2 separate regions of the Sus scrofa genome follow, and region 2 is linked to region 1. Evidence: chromatin contacts called from public Hi-C data. All regions are on one chromosome and are shown on one strand. Each heading gives the region's core, a stretch centred on a gene start, on an enhancer-like site or on the middle of the called end of the contact. The rest is flanking DNA. Distances are from core to core; before and after follow the strand shown.

Region 1 (5,832 bases), core at 1,575-4,074:
TCCTCGTGCTCCCGTGGCTGCCCTGGCACCTCCACTGTGTGCCCTTCTTTCCAGAAAACATCCTGCTGTGGGCAGACCACCTAGTTCAGGCCCATAGGTGGGGGATGACTTGCTTGTTTCCTTCCTGGCACTGCCCACCCAACAGTCTCCTGTGCGGCCACCCCTGTAAGCACGAGAGTAGATGGAGCGGAGGCGTCCGGAATGCCGGCAGGAGCGGACGACGACAGGCTGTCTGCATTCCTGGGACCTGGCCTACACTGGGGCAAAGGACCTCGTGCGTGCAGACACCTGAATGAGCTGATTAATTGAGAAGACAGGTGACACGGCCACTTTGAAAAAAAGGTGGTGGCAGAGAGACAAGGCCCCGCCCTGGAGTCAGCAGCCGACAGGCACCTTTTGCTGGTAGAACATGACAGCTCTGTTGCGACATTTAGATTAGCTGAACTTAAAAGAAAACCAAAGTGGAGCTCCCATTGTGGCCCAGCAGTAACAAATCTGACTAGTATCCATGAGGACACTGGTTCAATCCCTGGCCTCCCTCAGTGGGTTAAGGATCTGGCGTTTGTCGTGAGCTGTGGTGCAGGTTGCAGACGTGGCTTGGATCCCGAGTTGCTGTAGCTGTGGCTGCCAGCTGCAACTCCCATTCAACCCCTAGCCTGGGCCCTTCCATATGCTGCAGGTGTGGGCCTAAAAAGACAAAAATTAAAAAAAAGAAAGAAGGAAAACCCAAGCACATGCTACTGAGTTATAAGAGAGAGGTCTTCCCATCAAAGGCCAGGAGATGCCTGGCTGTGAGTAGCAACTGGGATGGGGGTGTCCCCAGTCCCAGAATGCATTCTTCTGAAATGGGCTGGGGACGTCGTGGGTGCCTCTCGGTCTCCCACAGCAAATGACCCCAGCCACCACATCTTCCTCCCACTGCCGCCTGTGCTCACCACGGCTGCCCTGGTTCCAGCCTCTTCCCCCTGCTCCCAGTCCTGGAAGATCCCTGGGCCCCAGCTTCATCCCCCCAGCCTCCCCTAGTGGCCCACCTCCCACCTCCCCGGCTTAGAGCCTCCCCCAGCTCACTCACTTAAGGGGCTGGCCGGCCCGCTGAGCTCTGACACACCCAGGGGGCTCCTTCTCAGCTTCCACGGCCTCCCCTGCTGGCCCCACGGCCTTCGCCCGCTTTATCCATCACCCTGGTCCCAGGCTCCGCTCCTCCTCCCAGAAGGCGTGGGTCCCCACAGCCTAGCTTGTGCTCCAGAGGTGGCCCTGCCCCGCCCCCTCTTATCCTGGCTCCTGTGTGTGCCCAGCCTCTCCCACATCCGCCAGCCAGCTTGCCACCTGCCCACGTATCCCTCACAGCACCGTGGCCTTGGGCACGACTGTAAGCCACGCACTGTCAAGGGAGAGTCTTGTCCCTGGAAAAGAACCCCACAGCCTGAAGCCTCCTTTAAACGGTTCTGCAGGTCTGTGTTCCTCGGGCCCTCTCAGGCCCTGGCCAGTCACCGTCTGTGCTACCCCCTTGCAGCCAACTTCACACTGAGATGCAGTCACGACTGACTCATCTGTCCCCGCCCCCCCGGGGCTGGGACCCCCCCCTTCATCCCATGGCCAGTGCCAGGCTCGGACCAATGGTGTCAGTACAGCTCTCCTGCTAAGACTCAGCCCAGGGGCAGGAGGGAAGCACTGGGAAGGGCCTCGAGTGCAGTTACCTCCGCAGCGGTGGCTTTGTCCTCCTCTTCCGCCTTCCCGCCAGGCTCCCCTGGGAAGAAAGTCACGCAGTCACAATGGGTGCGGGGCAGGACACCCCTCCACCCTCCCCAGCTTCTCCCGCAGACCTGGGGGTTAGCAGAGCAGGGGACGGCCAAGGCTGCAGGGACCCCTGCACAGCCCGGCATAGGATTGATTTTAGGGGCTTAATACTGTTTCTAGGGAGGAAGGAGTGAGGCTTGGAACCCCATGAGCTCATGTCTCAGCCCTTCCTCTGCGTCTCGGGACTCTGAGTTCCTGACTCTGGAGGGGCCAGTAATATTGGTCTCAAAATAAAAAGCCAGGTGGCCACTTATTCCTGTGTGACCTTGAGCAAGTTACTTTACCTCTCTGTGCCTCAGTTGTCTCATCTCAAAAATGGAAGTAATAACAGGCTGCTTTGTAGAGCTATTAGGAGGATCTAAAAAGTCCATATTGCTAAGAAGCTTGGGAAAAGTACGGCTTTGGAGGCTAACACTCCTGGGTTTAAATCTTGGCTCTACTGTTGTCTAGCTGTGTGACCCGGGGCGAATTGCTTAACCTCTCTGAGCCTTCGCAGCCTGTTCTGGCAAATAGGAGGACTAAAGCGCCATCTCCCGGGGTCACTGTGAAGCTTAAACACACTGTGGATGAAGAGGACCTCCACGCAGAAGGCGCTCCGCAAAGATCCGCCCCTTTGCCCCAGCCCCACGCCCCTGACATGAGACTCGCCCACCTCCTTGGCCCTGGGGACCAGGGCTGACACTCAGCAATTCTTATTTCCAAGAAGGGACATTAGAGGTCGCTGTCTATGTCTGTAGACAGACATGTTCAGAGAAGGCGAGGATCTGCAGGTCACACAGCACGTGGGCCCAGGGGCCTGGCTCTGCAGAAGCGACCTCAGGACTCTGACCCAAGCCCCCCAACAGAAGGCCACTTCAGGCCTGACTTCTTACACCCAGTGAGGGGGCTCCCGCCTCTCAAGGTCACCCCTTCTCAACTTGGGCGGCTGGGACAGCACTCAGACTGCCTGTTTCTGTCCCTCTGCCCGGTCCAGGCTGGGCTGGGTGAGGCCGCGCCTGTGGGGGCTGTGGGGCTGGGCTCAGCAAGGCTGCCCGGGGCGGAGGCCCACCCACCTGATGCCCTGGGTCTGCCCCAGAGCCCATCGCCCTGGGGGTGGCCCCTCCACAGCGCCCCGCACTTACAGACGGCCCCATCACGCTGTGCTCTGCAGCCAGGCCCTGCCAAAAAGCAAACAGAGCCATTAGGCCTCGCCTGCCCTGGCCAAGCCCTCAGCCCTCCCCTGACCCTCCCCTGGCACTGGGATCCGGAAATATGAAAACTAGGATGGGAGGAGGATGGCACAGAGGAAATGGAAGGGCCACGGCTGGGGGCCTCCCCGTCCTGGAGCCCCCTCCACTGGCCGGTGTGTGACCCTGGGCCTCGGCTGAGCTTCCATCTTCTTTTCTATGAAATGGGGCAATGCCGAGCCTGGTTACCACTCAGAGAAGGGACCAGAGGGCAAAGCACCCAACCCCCAGCTCGTGGAGAGAATGAGTGACAACAACAGGGATCAGAGGGTTCCATGCATAGACCCCCCCCCCAGTCAGTGCTGGGCCCAGACGGAAGGCTTCTGGGATCCCTAGACCCGTGGGTCCAGCCATCCTCCAGCACCCCCACCTGACTGCTCCAGCACCCCTACCTGAGGTGCCCTCATTCGACCTCTCCAAAGCAGAACTCCCCCCACCACCCCAGACCCGCCGCCCCACCCGGAAGTCTCTCTTCTCAGAAATGGCTCCGTGGCTCTGCAGCTGCTCCCGCACACCTCGGAGTAACCTTCGCTTTCCGTCCCCCACCCCCAGACCTAGCCCATCAGCCAGACCTGTCAGGTCCACTTTCTAAAGGTGTCCGTCCCCTCTGTCATTTCCTCCGCACTGCTGGTCTCCCTGCTCCACTCCCCCCTCCCCCACCCTCCCCACCTCCTGCAGCAGCGGGGCCTCCGCAAGCTGTAAATCAGGTCACGGACTCTCCGGTCCTGAAACGTGCCTGGCCCCCTCTCCACTGTGACTCCAACCCACACATCAGCCTGCTTCCCCACCTCACCTCACCCCACGCTCTCTGCTCCGTGTGTGCTGGGCGTTTCCCTGCCTCAGGGCCTTTGCACTTGCTCGACCCTCTACCTGGCATGCTCCTCACATCTTCGCATGGCTGCTCCTTCTGGTTCCCTGGGTCTCAGCTGAAGTCTCACCTCCGCCTGTCAGTCACCCCCCTCCTGTCACCTTAGATGCCTTCCCAGCTACTCTATCACCTGTGCCTCCCCTGTTAGACTGGCAGCTACCAGGGGGCAGGGATCCTGACTTTGTTCTCGTGCCCAGCACAGTGTCTGACGCAAGTGAGACCCCAGGACATAGTTGGTTAGTGAAGGGCATTTATTAAGGGTCTCCTCGGGACCTGGCATTTTCCATCTACTTTCCCCATTATTTCTCACAACAAACCTGCCCGGATGGGACTTTTATTCTAATTTCATAGATGGGGAAACGGAGGCCCAGGGGATCAGTGACTTGCTCAGGGTCACCCCGCTGGAAACTGGCAGACCCGGGGAGCCAGGAGAGGTCGCGTTGCTGGCACAGAGCTCCGGGCGTGTGGAGCTCGGCCAGTCTCCTCCTGCCAACCTCCCCCAGTTCCCGGGGCCTCTGCAGCCCTCACCCCACAGAGCAGGGAGACCAGCAGTGCACCAGAGACAGGGTCTCTGTCACTGTCATTCTCTCTCGCCTGCCCCCACCCTCTCTCTCCAGGCCCAGTGGCCAGGGGTCCAAGGAGCCAGAGGGTGCTCTTGGGGAACTCAGGCTCCTGCTTACCTGCCCGCCCCACCGGACTCAGGAGCAGATCAGGCCCGAGGGCCTTTTGCACCCTCTGTGGCCTCTGCCCAGCCCGGGCCCTGCCCACCAGCCTGGTCTGTGCCACGTCCACCCTCCCTCTGCCCTACGCTGCATGGGGCCTGGCCCGGTCATGCCCAGGGCACCCCCCCCAGCCCTTCTCCTCCATGCCGCACCCTCCTGGGGGGAAAACAGCAGAGAGCAGATCCGGAGCCGTAGGACACGGGTTCTCTGACGCCTAGAACATCGTCTCTAGTGAGCTGGCCCGCGGCGTGGCTGGCGCCCACCTTGTGCTTGGGAATGTGTGTTAAATGACTAAGGGGACTCACAGGGCCACCAGATCCACCTCCCTGGCAGGGTGAGGGGGCACTTCTCAGCCACCCCACTTCACCCGAGCTCTAGGGACTGCGGAGCCCTCAGAGCAGGGGCCGCAGGAAGCTCCATGTGGTAGGACAGCCCCAAACGCCACCCTTTCTGCCTCTGCATTCAGGCCCCATTCCCCCTCCTCTGCGCGACTCTTCCCCTCAGGCCCCCGGGCTCCTGCAGCACGAGGCACTTCCACCTGCGCCTTACTCTCTTTCACTCCCTGTGACAATCCACGAGGGAGAAGCTGTACTCCCTGTCTCAGCAACCAAGGGAGCTGGAGCCCAGAGAGGCTCTTTCTGCCCGGGTCACACAGCTGGGGGGCAGAGCAAGCTGGGGTTCAGGGCCATGTGTCAGGCTTCAGAGTGACCCCTCACAGGTGATTCTCACTGGAGAGGGGCGAGGGGCCAGGATGGACATTCCGTGATCCTCTGGTGGCGGCATCTGGGTCTCAGTTGGCTGCTCTATGAAATGGGAGCGACGTTAACACCTCCCAGCACAGGCAGAGTGGGCAGCAAAGGGCCGCTGCTGCTAACAAGGCCAGATCCTGCGCTTGCTGGGCCCATGTGGGGACTGGCCAGGCGAGCTGGGTCCTCCTGAGCAGCTGTGCTGGTTAGAAGCCCTGCTCCTCTCTCCCTGGGGAGAAAATGCCCCCTCTCCCGCCAGAAATGGGAAAGCCCTTACCTGGGATCCAGGTGTGCCTGGGGGTCCAGGGGGACCATGTGGTCCAGGGGGACCTGCAAGCAGAGTCACAGATGGTCCTCTGGGGCCAGAGAAGCCCGCTGTCCACCATCAGCTCTCAAGAAAGACCTTCTGACCCCACTCCCCCAGCCCTTCCCCTGGGTCTGTCCGCATGGCAGCAAACTGAGGTCTGGTGAAT
Region 2 (5,832 bases), core at 1,351-3,850, 570 kb before region 1:
AAACAGCCCGGAGTTCCCGTCGTGGCGCAGTGGTTAACGAATCCGACTAGGAACCATGAGGTCGCGGGTTCGGTCCCTGCCCTTGCTCAGTGGGTTAACGATCTGGCGTTGCCGTGAGCTGTGGTGTAGGTTGCAGACGCGGCTCGGATCCTGCGTTGCTGTGGCTCTGGCATAGGCCGGAGGCTACAGCTCTGATTCGACCCCTAGCCTGGGAACCTCCATATACCGCGGGAGCGGCCCAAAGAAATAGCAAAAAGACAAAAAAAAAAAAAAAAAAAAAAAAAAAAAAAAAAAAAGAAAACAGCCGTCATGCACGCTACAACCAGACGCATCTCCTTTTCATCAAGGGCTTTTTTCTGAAAGGTGTACATGTACACTGCCCAAACTCAAGCCTCCTGGCTCACTGACCTTCTCAGCCATGGCATCCATGTAGTCCTGCCGCTGGTACTCTCTCCGGCGCAGATGCCTGTACACATGGAACTCTCCGCTGCCGGCCCCAGCACTTGAACCTAAAGCCAGGACAGTCCAGAGCTCTCGATGAGATCCAGTTACCAACACAAACTACCCTTCATCAAAAGGAACCAAAGACAGGCAGTAGAAGTGACGGACGGGACCATGCCTGCTCATCTCCCCACTGTACCCCAGAACCTAGCACAGCATCTGGCATGTTGTAGCGATCATGAAATACTTGTTGCATTAATGTTGACTGTGAAGTCACTAAAAATTCCACTCTAACACAGCATAAGAGGACAAGTAGGATTTCCATTGTGGCTCAGTGGTAATGAACCCAACTAGTATCCATGAGGATTTGGCTTTGATCCTCAGCCTCACTCAGTGGGTTAATGGATCTGGCATTGCTGTGAGCTGTAGTGTAGGCTGGCAGCTGCAGCTCCAATTCGACCCCTAGCCTGGGAACGTCCACATGCCTTGGGTAAGGCCCTCAAAAAAAAGAAAAGAAAAAAAAAAGTAGGTTAGCTTATCAAATAATATGTGTAGAACAATCATATTTTTGTAAGACATTTTTTCTTAAGCCTGAGTGGTTTTTGACTATAAAGACATTTGCAAGGAAAAATCAAAATGTTACAAATAGACCATTAGAATTACAGGTGGTTCTAATTTTTCTCCATCTGTTACTTATTCTTTACAGTTGTTAATTTACTACTCAACAACATAAAACTATTTCAATTTTGAAAAAAGAGTATTATTATTAAAACAGTGCAGGAGTTCCTGCCGTGGTGCTGGGGAAACGAATCCGACTAGGAACCATGAAGTTGTGGGTTCGATCCCTGGCCTCGCTCAGTGGGTTAAGGATCTGGCATTGCCGTGAGCTGTGGTGTAGGTTGCAGACATGGCTCGGATCCCGAGGTGCTGTGGCTCTGGTGTAGGCTGGCAGCTGCAGCTCTGATTAGACCCCTAGCCTAGGAACCTGCATATGTGGCGGGTGCAGCCCTGAAAAGACAAAAACAAAAAACACAAAGCAGAAAAACAACAATGCAGAAAAAAATACTCTAATGCCAAGCCATAGCAACAATACCCCTTCACTGTAAGAGCGAAATACTGGATCAGTGAACTTTTTTCCTCCCTATGAGAGAGGTAATCAACAAATACTAGCTGCAAAGTTTTTATATCTACACTTTAAAGACCACATCCGAAAGACATTACCCATTACATCTCGGACAAATTCCGGGGGAGGTCGAGGTGCCCATTCACTCACTTTTTCTGGAATTGGAACTGCTTTGTCCTGCAACACACAGAAAGCATTTATATGTACAAAGTCACAGCTTTTACAAAGAACTGGACTAATGAAGTACAGTTGTTTTGCTCCTTGGACCCAAAGCCGAGTGTCTCTTCTTCCCTCTGCCTTTTCTTCTCCCCATACACTATGGATTCTATCACAACCCACAACTTTCCAGGGCAGACCTCAGAAATGTAAGACATCATTTAGGGCTGGAAACCTCCGACTTTAAAAACTATTATTCGAAGAGAGTCAACCCTTCTTAGTCAAAGGTGGAAGAGACCTTCGCATCCAACATTTTCATGACTGAGGGGAATGACTTGCCCCAGTTGTCTCGGCTAATGCCTCTCTAACAGCTGGTGCTATTTAGGAGAAAAATATCCTTGGGCTAACCCACGGATTCTCTCTCTCCAACTTAAGGCTTCTTTTCACACGGTTAAACTGGAAAGAGCCTTAAAGCACGGGAAGCCACCCCATAAGCCTTCACCCAGGCTGGGCTCTAATGTAAAGGCAGGAGAGAGCTCACTATCTTTGGGGCAGCCTACTTCTTCCTCAGGTCTGACTCTAGATTTCGGGTTCTGAGTTCTAGAGTTCAGAGGGGGGGAAAGTGGACCCGCAGGCGTCCGGAGATGCCGGAACCGAAGGAGGTGGGACTCGGGGGGGCCGTCAGCCCTCTGTCTCACCGGGTTCTTCATGAGCCGTTCCAGCTTGAGCTTCTGCTCCTCCGCCGCATTCTTGGGGATGACGAGCGTCTGCGGCTCTTTCTTGGGCCTGGGCGGTCGCACCGAGGAGGCAGCTGAACTCGCCATGACTACTCTCCAGCCTCCCTGTGGAGGGGCGGAAGCGGCGGCGCGCGTATGACGACAGAGCCGCGCGCCTGCAACGCACGCGCAGTCTCCTCGCTGGGCGGGGCTGGGGCGGAGTTGCCGGCCGGAAGCGGGCTGCTGAATATTCATGAACCCAAGGCCGAGAGGGGTTATATTGATTAAACCTGCTAGATTTCATTTCCTGTTTCTGAGCAAATGAGGGCAGCGAATGCTCTTGCCCCTGGGGGAGAGGTGGCCCTGCGTGCCCGAGGGTCCGGCCCTAGCAGACCTTTCCAGTCGTGGCGCGCACTGTGGCTCCGCCGCCGCTCAGCTAATGGCTTTGAGCATCCTCCACTCCCACCCCCACCCCCGCCCCCGCCCCCAGGGCCTTTGTCTGGACCGCTCCTCCTCCCATTTCTGACAGTCTTAAGACAGCGCGAACAAGTCACTGTGAGTTCCCTGAGGACTGGCACTGCTTCTCTTTTCTCACCTCGAATTACTCTGCACCTGGCTCCCTGCAACTATACCTCGGTCGAGTGAACGGGCTTTCTTATGATAAGGAGGGTAGCTGCCCCTCACATCTGGGAGCTGGCCTGGCATTCACTGCTAGGCCTTGGTATTCAGCGGGACGTAAACAATTTTCCAGAACACCGCCATCGTGCAAGGCCGTTGTGTGGCCATGATGGAGCAAGGCATAAACAAGACTGCTCTGTAATCATGTTCAAAGTCAAATAAAAACAAGAATATTGTTGGAATCAGTCTTGGTCTGATTCCAACAATATGAAACATTTCCCCATTCTGACTAATATGAGTAACTGCTGCTTCTTTATAGCATTAGCCTCCCACTTTAAATATTTACTAAGGCTTGCAATTGTAGAGCCGTCCCAGCTTCCTGACATCTAGTCCAGAGAAAAAGCCCACTTGCTTGAACCCTCCCCCAGATCACCTGACCCAGGCCCAAATTCTTTAAGTCTTTTTAAACACTCTTACTGAAGTAAATGCAGTCTTCCTTCTCAAAAGAGGCATTGAGCCCAATTCGTTCAACGATAAGTGTGTTCCTGGTGGTATTCAGAATATTTCTCATAGAGAGTGGAAGTTCTGTCTTGTTCATTGGTATAGTCCCAGTGCCTGGGGCAAGGCCTGGCCTATGGCACAATACTCAATAAACACTTGCTAGATGGGGAGTTCTCACTGTGGCGCAATGGGATCAGCGGCATCTTGGGAGCACTGGGACGCAGGTTCAATCCCAGCCCTGCACAGCAGGTGAAGGATCCGGTGTTGCCGCAGCTACAGCTTAGGTCAAAACTATGGCTCAGGGAGTTCCCGTTGTGGTGCAGCGGAAACTGATCTGACTAGTAACTGTGAAGTTGCGGGTTTGATCCCTGGCCTTGCTTGGTGGATTAAGGATCCAGCATTGCTGTGAGCTGTGGTGTAGGTCGCAGACGTGGCTTGGATCTGACATTGCTGTGGCTGTGGCCTAGGCCTCCAGCTACAGCTCTGTTTCTACCCCTTACCTGGGAACTTCCATAAGCTAAGGGTGCAGCCCTAAAAAGAAAAACAAAAAAACAAAAAAAACTATGGTTCAGATCCGATCCCTGGCCAGGGAATTCCATATGCCCTGGGGTGGAAAAAAAAAAAATTTGCTGGATGAACATGGGATCTTGGGGGCCAGGCACCTCAGATACTATGATGCTACTGCTACCGTGGCCTGCCCAGCCTGCCCAGCCCAGGACAGCTCTCCCACTGAGTCCCTTGGGATGGACAAGTGGTGGGTGCTTGGAGGGTGCTTGGAGCGTTCTTGATTAGCACCCTGAGGCCATTCTTGGATGGTTTTCCAGGGGCCAAGTTTGCTCAATTAGGGCAAGACTTCGAATGACCCAAGTCGGTCATTGGAACCTAGGGAGGGCTTGGTCTCGGGGGGATCATGCCCACGTGATCCTACATCACAAACCCTGGCCACCCAGGCGCCTTTTTCCCAAACACACCACAAAACAAAAACTACCTGGAATGTCTTTCCCTGCCTGGAGAACTCCTACGCTCTCCTTTTCTTGGCGTAAATGCCACCTCCTCCATGAAGCCTTCCCTGACTACCCCCAGATTCCTCCTCCTTCAAGCAGCCAGTCACTCCCTTCTTGGTGCTCCCGCTGCTCTGGGTCCTGATGGCTGGCATCTGGTAGTTACCACAGGGTGTCCTCGCCATCTGTCTACCCACAAGTCTGGGGAGAGGGCTGTGCCAGAATCCCAGCATCCAATGCTAGCCTAGAGTGGTGCTTCCGAATGCTTGCAGAGCAGAGGAATGAGGGAGGGAGGAAGGGAGGGAGTCTGAAAAAATAAAGAATGAATGGATGTGCAAATGAGATAACCCAGTAATGGGTGACCGCGTGAATGAGGAAGTTAGTGATACGAACGAATGAACACTCAGTAAAGAAATGGATCCTCCGTGAATGAAAGAGCTCGGGAGACAGTGGATGTGCAGAGTTACTGAGCCAGGAGGGCAGCCATCTCCTTGGCACCCCTAGCTCAGGGTCCAGCCCAGGGCTGATGCCTGGTAGACAGCTGCTGGATAAAGTTAAGTGAATGAATGCATGAAGGTGGGGGAGAGTCAAGCATGTGGGTGTGAAGGAGCTGGTAATAACAACCTCAGTGCCTAAGCCCCACATTTGTCATCCTGATAAGGAACTGAGATGCCCAGAGGGGTGAGTGACTGGCTCAGGGTTACCAGGATTCCAACCCAGCAAGCTAGCCCTGGGTCTGTGAGAGCCTGAGTGATCCCATGACTCCCCAAGAAGACCCTAGTGGGGCCCTCCAGGTGGTAACCTCCTAGGGCTGAAACCAGACTTGAGGTCCTGCTCCCTGGGAGGAAAGGGTGCCTACTGTACCCTGGCGCTGCCACCAGCTGCCCAAGAGTGAACTCAGACTTGGTGTGCTATCCCCGTTCCCCACCAGAGGGCAGCAAAGCTCCATGCAGGCCCACGTGCTGGCGGGTGCCCCTGAGGCCCAGAACCGGGCACTTAGGAAATGAAGCCTACTGACCTGGAAGACACCAGTGCTTTGGAGCCTGGCCGATCTGCTGCCTTCTCTGAAGCGTGGGCTGGGCAAGCAACCTGACATCACATAGGTTGTTCCCTTATGTGCAAGATGGGGACAAACCAACCATCCTTGACACTGGCCCATGGATAAGATGATGTGACAGATGTGCCATGCCCAGAGCAACGCCTGACACTCAATAGCAGGGGGATCACCTGTCCCAGTTTGGTTCCAAGACTGAGAGATTTCCCAGGATGCAGGATT

The links. A called contact is a pair of places that touch in the nucleus more often than the background predicts.
Region 2: a Hi-C map of omental adipose tissue shows a contact between it and region 1, with 2.3 times the contacts expected there. The contact joins the promoter of PRKRIP1 here to the enhancer-like site in region 1. A contact is called at or near these places in 14 of 47 Hi-C or Micro-C datasets (alveolar macrophages, blood, embryonic fibroblasts and 9 more) and 1 of 2 datasets of contacts at active chromatin or transcription factors (alveolar macrophages).

The regions. Positions count from the first base shown.
Region 1 is chr3:9,155,148-9,160,979 of Sscrofa11.1, reverse strand. It overlaps COL26A1 (collagen alpha-1(XXVI) chain), which reads right to left. Exons shown (of 14, transcript XM_021086264.1): 10 at 5,637-5,689; 11 at 2,919-2,954; 12 at 1,698-1,748. Among named protein-coding and RNA genes, the nearest start is that of MYL10, 40 kb to the left of the region's middle. Within about 2 kb of position 2,824, at least 1 of the 83 cell types and tissues checked has an H3K27ac peak or open chromatin away from gene starts, as enhancers often do. A contact at or near this core is called in omental adipose tissue, where this site is marked.
Region 2 is chr3:9,720,756-9,726,587 of Sscrofa11.1, reverse strand. It overlaps PRKRIP1 (PRKR-interacting protein 1), which reads right to left and starts at 2,600. Exons shown (of 7, transcript XR_002342313.1): 1 at 2,419-2,600; 2 at 1,663-1,741; 3 at 409-509.